Regions from separate parts of the Oryctolagus cuniculus genome. Here region 1 is linked to region 2. The links are chromatin contacts, called in public Hi-C maps. All regions are on one chromosome and are shown on one strand. The core of a region is the stretch at or near the end of the contact, and the rest is flanking DNA. Distances in the headings are between cores, read along the strand shown.

What was found. Hi-C and Micro-C count contacts between places; a contact is called where the count stands out from the background.
Region 1: a contact with region 2 is called in a Hi-C map of an unstated tissue, with 2.7 times the contacts expected there. The contact joins the promoter of ELOVL3 here to the promoter of MFSD13A in region 2. A contact is called at or near these places in 2 of 6 Hi-C or Micro-C datasets (ear pinna and an unstated tissue).

The regions. Positions count from the first base shown.
Region 1 is chr15:27,737,694-27,740,857 of mOryCun1.1, forward strand. ELOVL3 (ELOVL fatty acid elongase 3) reads right to left here and starts at 1,619. Exons shown (of 5, transcript XM_051824139.2): 1 at 1-1,619.
Region 2 is chr15:27,505,956-27,508,969 of mOryCun1.1, forward strand. MFSD13A (major facilitator superfamily domain containing 13A) reads right to left here and starts at 1,712. Exons shown (of 12, transcript XM_070057308.1): 1 at 1,596-1,712; 2 at 553-747.

The DNA of each region.
Region 1 (3,164 bases), core at 369-2,868, 230 kb after region 2:
GGTTTTGGAAGCTGAAAATCCAAGATAGGGTAGCCCCATTTGGCTGGCCTGTGGTGAGGTCTAACAGTGGATGGCATTACCTGGTGGGAGGGTGTGCAAGAGGGAGCACGTGGTAAGAAGGGAAACGAGAGCAAGGAGGAACCAGGCTCACCCTCTGTAACAACCTGCTTTGGAGGGAACTCACCTGATCCTGACAGAACTACAGCAAACCCTTCTGAGGTGGTGCACGTGACCTCATCATCTCTTAAGGGCCCCAACACCTCAATATTGTTACACTGTGGACCACGCTGCTGGCCTATGAACCTTTGGGGGACACAGTCAAACCACATGCAAACTACAGCAAGCATCTAGGTGTTCTGAGACTCAGACTCAGGCATCAGCACCACCGTTAGCTTGCCATGTGACTCCTGGTGCCTCTGACACCCGTTCTTCATCGGCAACACGCAGGTAGTCATCCTTGCCTGCCTGGTCACAAGGCTGCGATGAGCAGACATGTCTGACAATGCCCATGGAAGGATACTGTGAACCAGACACATGGAAATGGGAGGTCTGCAAACACACACAGAGACTATGCAGTCAGCCCTAGATTCTCTCCAGTGAAGACATTTTACATCGCCTGTCCCCATGAAGTGTAATGGTGAGGCATGGAAGAGGTGTGTGCGGTGTGTATGGAAGAAGGGAAGAGAAAAATCTTCAGAAATTATTTCCTAAGGGAAACTGTCCCCGGCTGTGACTGTCTGGCACCCTTACTGTACACAAACTACTCTCATAGCAGGGTATTTCTTTCCCTCAGTGAGCGTTTGTAGCTGTTTTTCTCCCCCTTTTTTTCCCCCCTTGATCAATGTCTTTCCCCCACTGGTCCTTGAGCTCCGTAAACACAGAGACCATGTCTGTTCTGCTCAACCTCGCTCCCCTAACACTGCACACGTACTGGGTATGCAGGTAACATTTGCTGCGTGAGTAACTGAAGGGGTGAAATCGCCACCTCTCTGTTTATCCCAGATAAATCTTTCACACTTGCCTTTTGTGCTGTCATTGTAAAAGCCTCAACACAGCAGAAGAAGTGGTGACCGTAAGCTTTATGAGCATCTGGATAACTCAGAGAGGTTTATAAAACACCAGTCTCTCCTGCTATCTGGTGTCTGTGTGTTCTCAGCCCAGCTTCTCTCCCCATTTCCAATGCCACCAGTACTTCCTGCCAGTGTCCTCAGCAAAACATATGCCAAACACAATTTGATTTCTCCCTCCAAAGCAAGCTGCTCTTCCCAGCCACCATTTATCTAGAAATGGCAAGGTCATGCCTTATTCCTTCTTGTGACACAAAGCTGCGTCATTTCTGTTAGAGGTGGCCTGGTCATCAGAATGCTTCTTCTGTTCAGATCCTTTTCCAGCCACTTACTAGCCAGGTAACTTGGGTAAGATCTCACCAAACATCTCTTGACTTCTGCTTCCTCACCTGTGAAACGGAGATTATTTAACATCCTCCTCAAAAAGACGTTTGCGATGATTCCAGGAAACTTTGTCTTAGCACTGCAAAGTATAAAGTACTCAGCAAATATCAGTAATTACAACCCGAAAAAGTGGCTTTGTACAAATTTCACCTTCTTTTTAATAAAATTCAATGAAATTAATTAAAAGCCATCATCTAGAGATTGGTTGCAAAACAATGCGAATGTACTTAGCACTACTGCACTGTACTTTAAAAATGGTTACGATGGTAAATTTTACATTATGTATATTTCACCACAATTCAAACATTTCTAACAGAAGAGTCATGAAATAGGCATATAGCTTTTAGTCAATTTACTTTGATTAATTTGAAAGGCTGAGTGACAGAGAGACAGAGAGGTCTTCTATTCACTGGTTCATTCTCTAAATGCCTACAACAGCGAGCTGGGCCATGCTAAGCCCGGAGCCTGAAACTCAATCCACACATGATCTCCCACATGGGTGGTAGGAATCCAAGTACTGGAGCCATCACTGCTGCTTTTCCCAGGCATGCATTAATGGGAAACTGGATCAGAAGCAGAGGTGGAACCTGATCCCACACTCTCCAATGTATGATGCAGACTCTCCAAGCAGCATAAGCAGCTGCACAACCCTTGTCCCATATAGTTTTTTTTTTTTTTAAGATTTATTTTATTTATTTGAAAGAGTTACAGAGTGAAGTAGAGACAGAGAGAGAGGTCTTCCATCCACTGGTTCACTCCCCAGATGGCCACAATGGCCAGAGCTGTGCCGATCCAAAGCCAGGAGCCAGGAGCTTCTTCCAGGTCTCCCACGTGGGTGCAGGGGTCTAAGGACTTGGACCATCTTTTACTGCTTTCACAGGCCACAGCAGAGAGCTGCATCAGAATAGGAGCAGCTGGGACTCAAACCAGCACCCATATGGGATGCCGGCATTTCAGGCCAGGGCTTTAACCCACTACGCCACAGCGCCGCCCCCCCCACCCCCCATATAGTTTTAAATAGGACAGATAGGGGTCAGCGCTGTGGCACAGCAGGTCAAGCCACTGCCTGCAGGGCCAGCATCCCATATGGGTGCCAGTTCAAGTCCCAGCTGCTCCTCTTCCGATCTGGCTTTCTTCTGTGCCTGGGAAGGCAGCAGAAGTTGGCCCAAGTCCTTGGGCCCCTGCACCCACGTGGGAGATCTGGAGGAGGCTACTGGCTCCTGGCTTCAGATGAGCACAGCTCCAGCCATTGCAGCCAACTGGGGAGTGAACCAGCAGATGGGAGGCTGACCACTCTCTCTCTCTCTGCCTCTCCTCTCTCTATGTAACTCTTTCAAATAAATAATCTTTTAAAAAAATAGGATAAAGGGTAAATATTTTACTGTATAATAAGCCTATTCATAGTCCTATCTCTGACTCTTGGTTGCTTTCTAAGGACATAAAAACAGGCTCATTTTATCCTCTCCAGTGTCTCCAAATCTATCTAAAACATGTATCAGCTCAGGTCATTCCCCTTCAAAAGTAACAACAGGGGCGGGCACTGTGGCACAGCAGGCTGGGCTGTCACTTGGTCACCTGTACCCCATATTGGAGCACTGGCTTAAGCTCTGGCTACTTTGCTTCCAATCCAGTTCACTGCTAATGTGCTTGGGAGGCAGCAGATGATGGCTCATGTACTTGAGTTCCTGACACCCACATGGAAGACCCAGATGA
Region 2 (3,014 bases), core at 462-2,961:
TTCCTGTCCCTAGGCCTCTGCATCAGGATCCAAGCGCCTTCCTTACCCTCCTCCCCGATTCCGCACCTGCCTCCACCAGGTGCCTTCACCACACAGGTAGCAGATCACCACCCCCAGGAACCCCTCTGCCCTAGCTGGGCTCTGCTCGACTGTGGGTGTGAAAGGGGGAGACAACCGGGGAAGCCCGGTGCGCTCCTTGAGGAAACCGTGTGAAGACAGCAAGGCAACAGGTGCACAAGGAGGAGTACTGAGCACAACATGGAGCAACATTTGTCAAGCCTCCACCCCAGGCACAGCTCTGGGCTAAGAGAAGCAGAAGCAACTTGGGAAGAGGGCTCAGAGCAGGGAGGTAGAACGGGGCCAGACACAGAGGCCTTGTAAACCTGCACGAGATTCTACCCCGAGGACACGGGGCAAAATGGGGTCTGCTTGGAAGGCACCCTCCGGCACTGGGCCACACTCTTCCCCCTGCACCCTATCGGGCTCCTGGGGGAAAAGGAGCTAGAAAGGCATGGAGACCACGGCAGCCCCCAGGTTTCTGAGCCAACCCACGGCTCTAAGAACAGCAGACAGGCTGGGCGCCTGGGGCGAGAGGCATCAGGAGGCCAAGTGCTTGCTTCCGAAGCCCTGGAGCTGCACTGAAGAGGGCAGGGCAGAGGGAAAGCTCGGCGGAGCAGAATTCCGAGTCAGGAACCCCGGCTCTGGGCTGGGCGGTATCATTAACCAGCTGTCAGCTTATGCCGGCACCTGTGAAACAAAACAGTCCGTCCCTGCCTGGCCTCGGGGTATCAGATGGGCAACTGAAATGGAAAGGCATAGTACCCAAGCAAACGTCACGCATGCCCTCCTCTCAACGCGCAAGGGACCTGAGTTGCCTGTGGCACTTCCTGTTTCACAGTGCAGCCTCTGCCTAGCCTCCCCACTGCAGGGTCTGGCCTTGGGAGCCTGTCTATCAATTATCCCAAATACTTCAGGGCACATCCTCCGGCTGCTGCTCCTTCACTTCACCCTGCTGGGGAAGGGCCCTCGCTCGCCCCCACCCGGGGGGTCAGTACAGCCAGCGGCTTCCCTCCACGCCCCTCCCAAGCCCCTCAGGAGTTGGAGAGCAAGCCCGGAGCTCCCCGCTCCACAGCTGCACTGGAACACGTGTTGTGGTTCACGAAAAGCATCTGAGGAGCTGGTCAACCAAACCGAGGCCCTGCCTTCACCCCAGACCTCTCAAACCGTAATATCTCAGTGGGACCCAGACCCATGCTGGTTTTTTTTTTTAAGCTCCCCAAATGGTTCTCCTGCACCACCTGGGTCAAGAGCCATTATATTAATGAATGGATCCCGGCCTGCCCCATTGCGTCCCGCGACCCCACTCCCTCAGGGAGCTACCTGGCCCATTGCGTCCCCTTCCCCCCGGAAGAGCCCTTCTGCAGGGATTCCACCCTGACCCCTGGCCCCAGAACTCTCCTAACCCACAATCTGATCACCTCAAGGACCGCCCCAGACAACCCCAAAAACCCCGAAGCGGAAAGCATTCCCGTCCCACTTGGGTTTGTCGTTCGTGTCAGATCGGCCCCCAGTCCGGCCGCGGGCCAGCTTCTCACCGTAATCGTGGCAGACGAAGCCTAATTCCAGGGCTGCCAGGAGCCAGCTGCGAGCCAGCGCGCCTGCGCGCCCGGCGCCCAAGGCTCCCTAGCCTCCCCTAGCCTCCCCCTCCGCCCCCGCCCCACGATTGGCTCCGCGCATCTCGGGCAGGTGACCGCGCCTGAGGCTGTCGCCGCCATGTTTGTCTTGGGCGCTTGCCCTTAGGCACCAAAAAGAGAAAAGTGGCCACTAGCAAATGGGAAGCAGGTTGCCCGGATGGCTGCCGACCTCCCCTGCTCTGTCTCCTCCACGAAGGCTTGACGTCATTGCACTTCAAATCCAGGTTTTCCTGGGCACCCCCTTCCTTCCTGCATGTCTTTGCTCAGTAATTAGAATGAAGACTACCTAGTACCTTCCCTCAAGCCAGTGTTCTGACTGGATGCACAGTTGAGGCAGACATAGAGGGGGCAGTGGCACGGCCTGGGACTCCCAGATGCCCTTCAAGGATTAGTTGTGGGCACCAGGCCCTGAACTCGCAACCACGCAGCACAACCTCCCCCTACTAATAACTCCGTGACGCTGTGATGTAGTAGGTTCAGCATCTGCCTGTGGCGCTGGCCTCCCACATGGTCTCGGTTAGTGTCCCGGCTGCTGCACTTTCGGTCCAGCTCCCTCCTGGAAGAACTGCCGCCATTTAGGGAGTGGACCAGCGGATCGAAGACCTTCCTCCCTGTCTCTCCCTGTGTCTGTAACTCTGCCTCTCAGCAAGCATCCCATAGTTCTGGCTACTCCATCCCCACCCAGCTCCCTACTGGTGTGCACCTGGGAGGCAGCAGGTGATGGCTGGAGTAGGTGGATCCCTGTCACCCATGTGGGAGGCAGGGTTTGGGTTCCCAGTTCCTGGACTCAGCCTGACCCAACCCCAGACATTACGGGCATTTGGGGAGTGAACCAGTGATTAGACGATCTCGCTATCCCCTCCCCCTACCTGAGACTGGGGAATGGAATAGTCAGTGCCCCCTGACCCCGACTATTTTACTAAGAACAAGTGTGTAACTCTAAAAATCAGGAGTGTGCTACTGGAATCAGGATGGACTAATGCTGAAAAACACCAGCTTGGTCCTTAATTTTCTCGTTTTCTCTGAAAACTTCCCCCCTAGACCAGCCAATGCCTTCAGCAAGCACACAGGGACCAAAATAAAAATGCAGACTTCCTGGGCTGACTGAGCAGGGTCCGCAGCTGCCCCACTCTACACCCAGGTGTGATCTGATACCCCTGGGCAAGTGGAAACAGGTGGCAAACGTGGCCAAGCCCACAGGCTCATTACTGAACTCCAGGCTGGAGTGAGCTTGGCCCATGATTAGCCTTGGACACCTTTCAGGTGCTGGGACTTTAGGGGACAAGTTATAAATAGGAGCGGGCAGGTGTATTGGTTTCC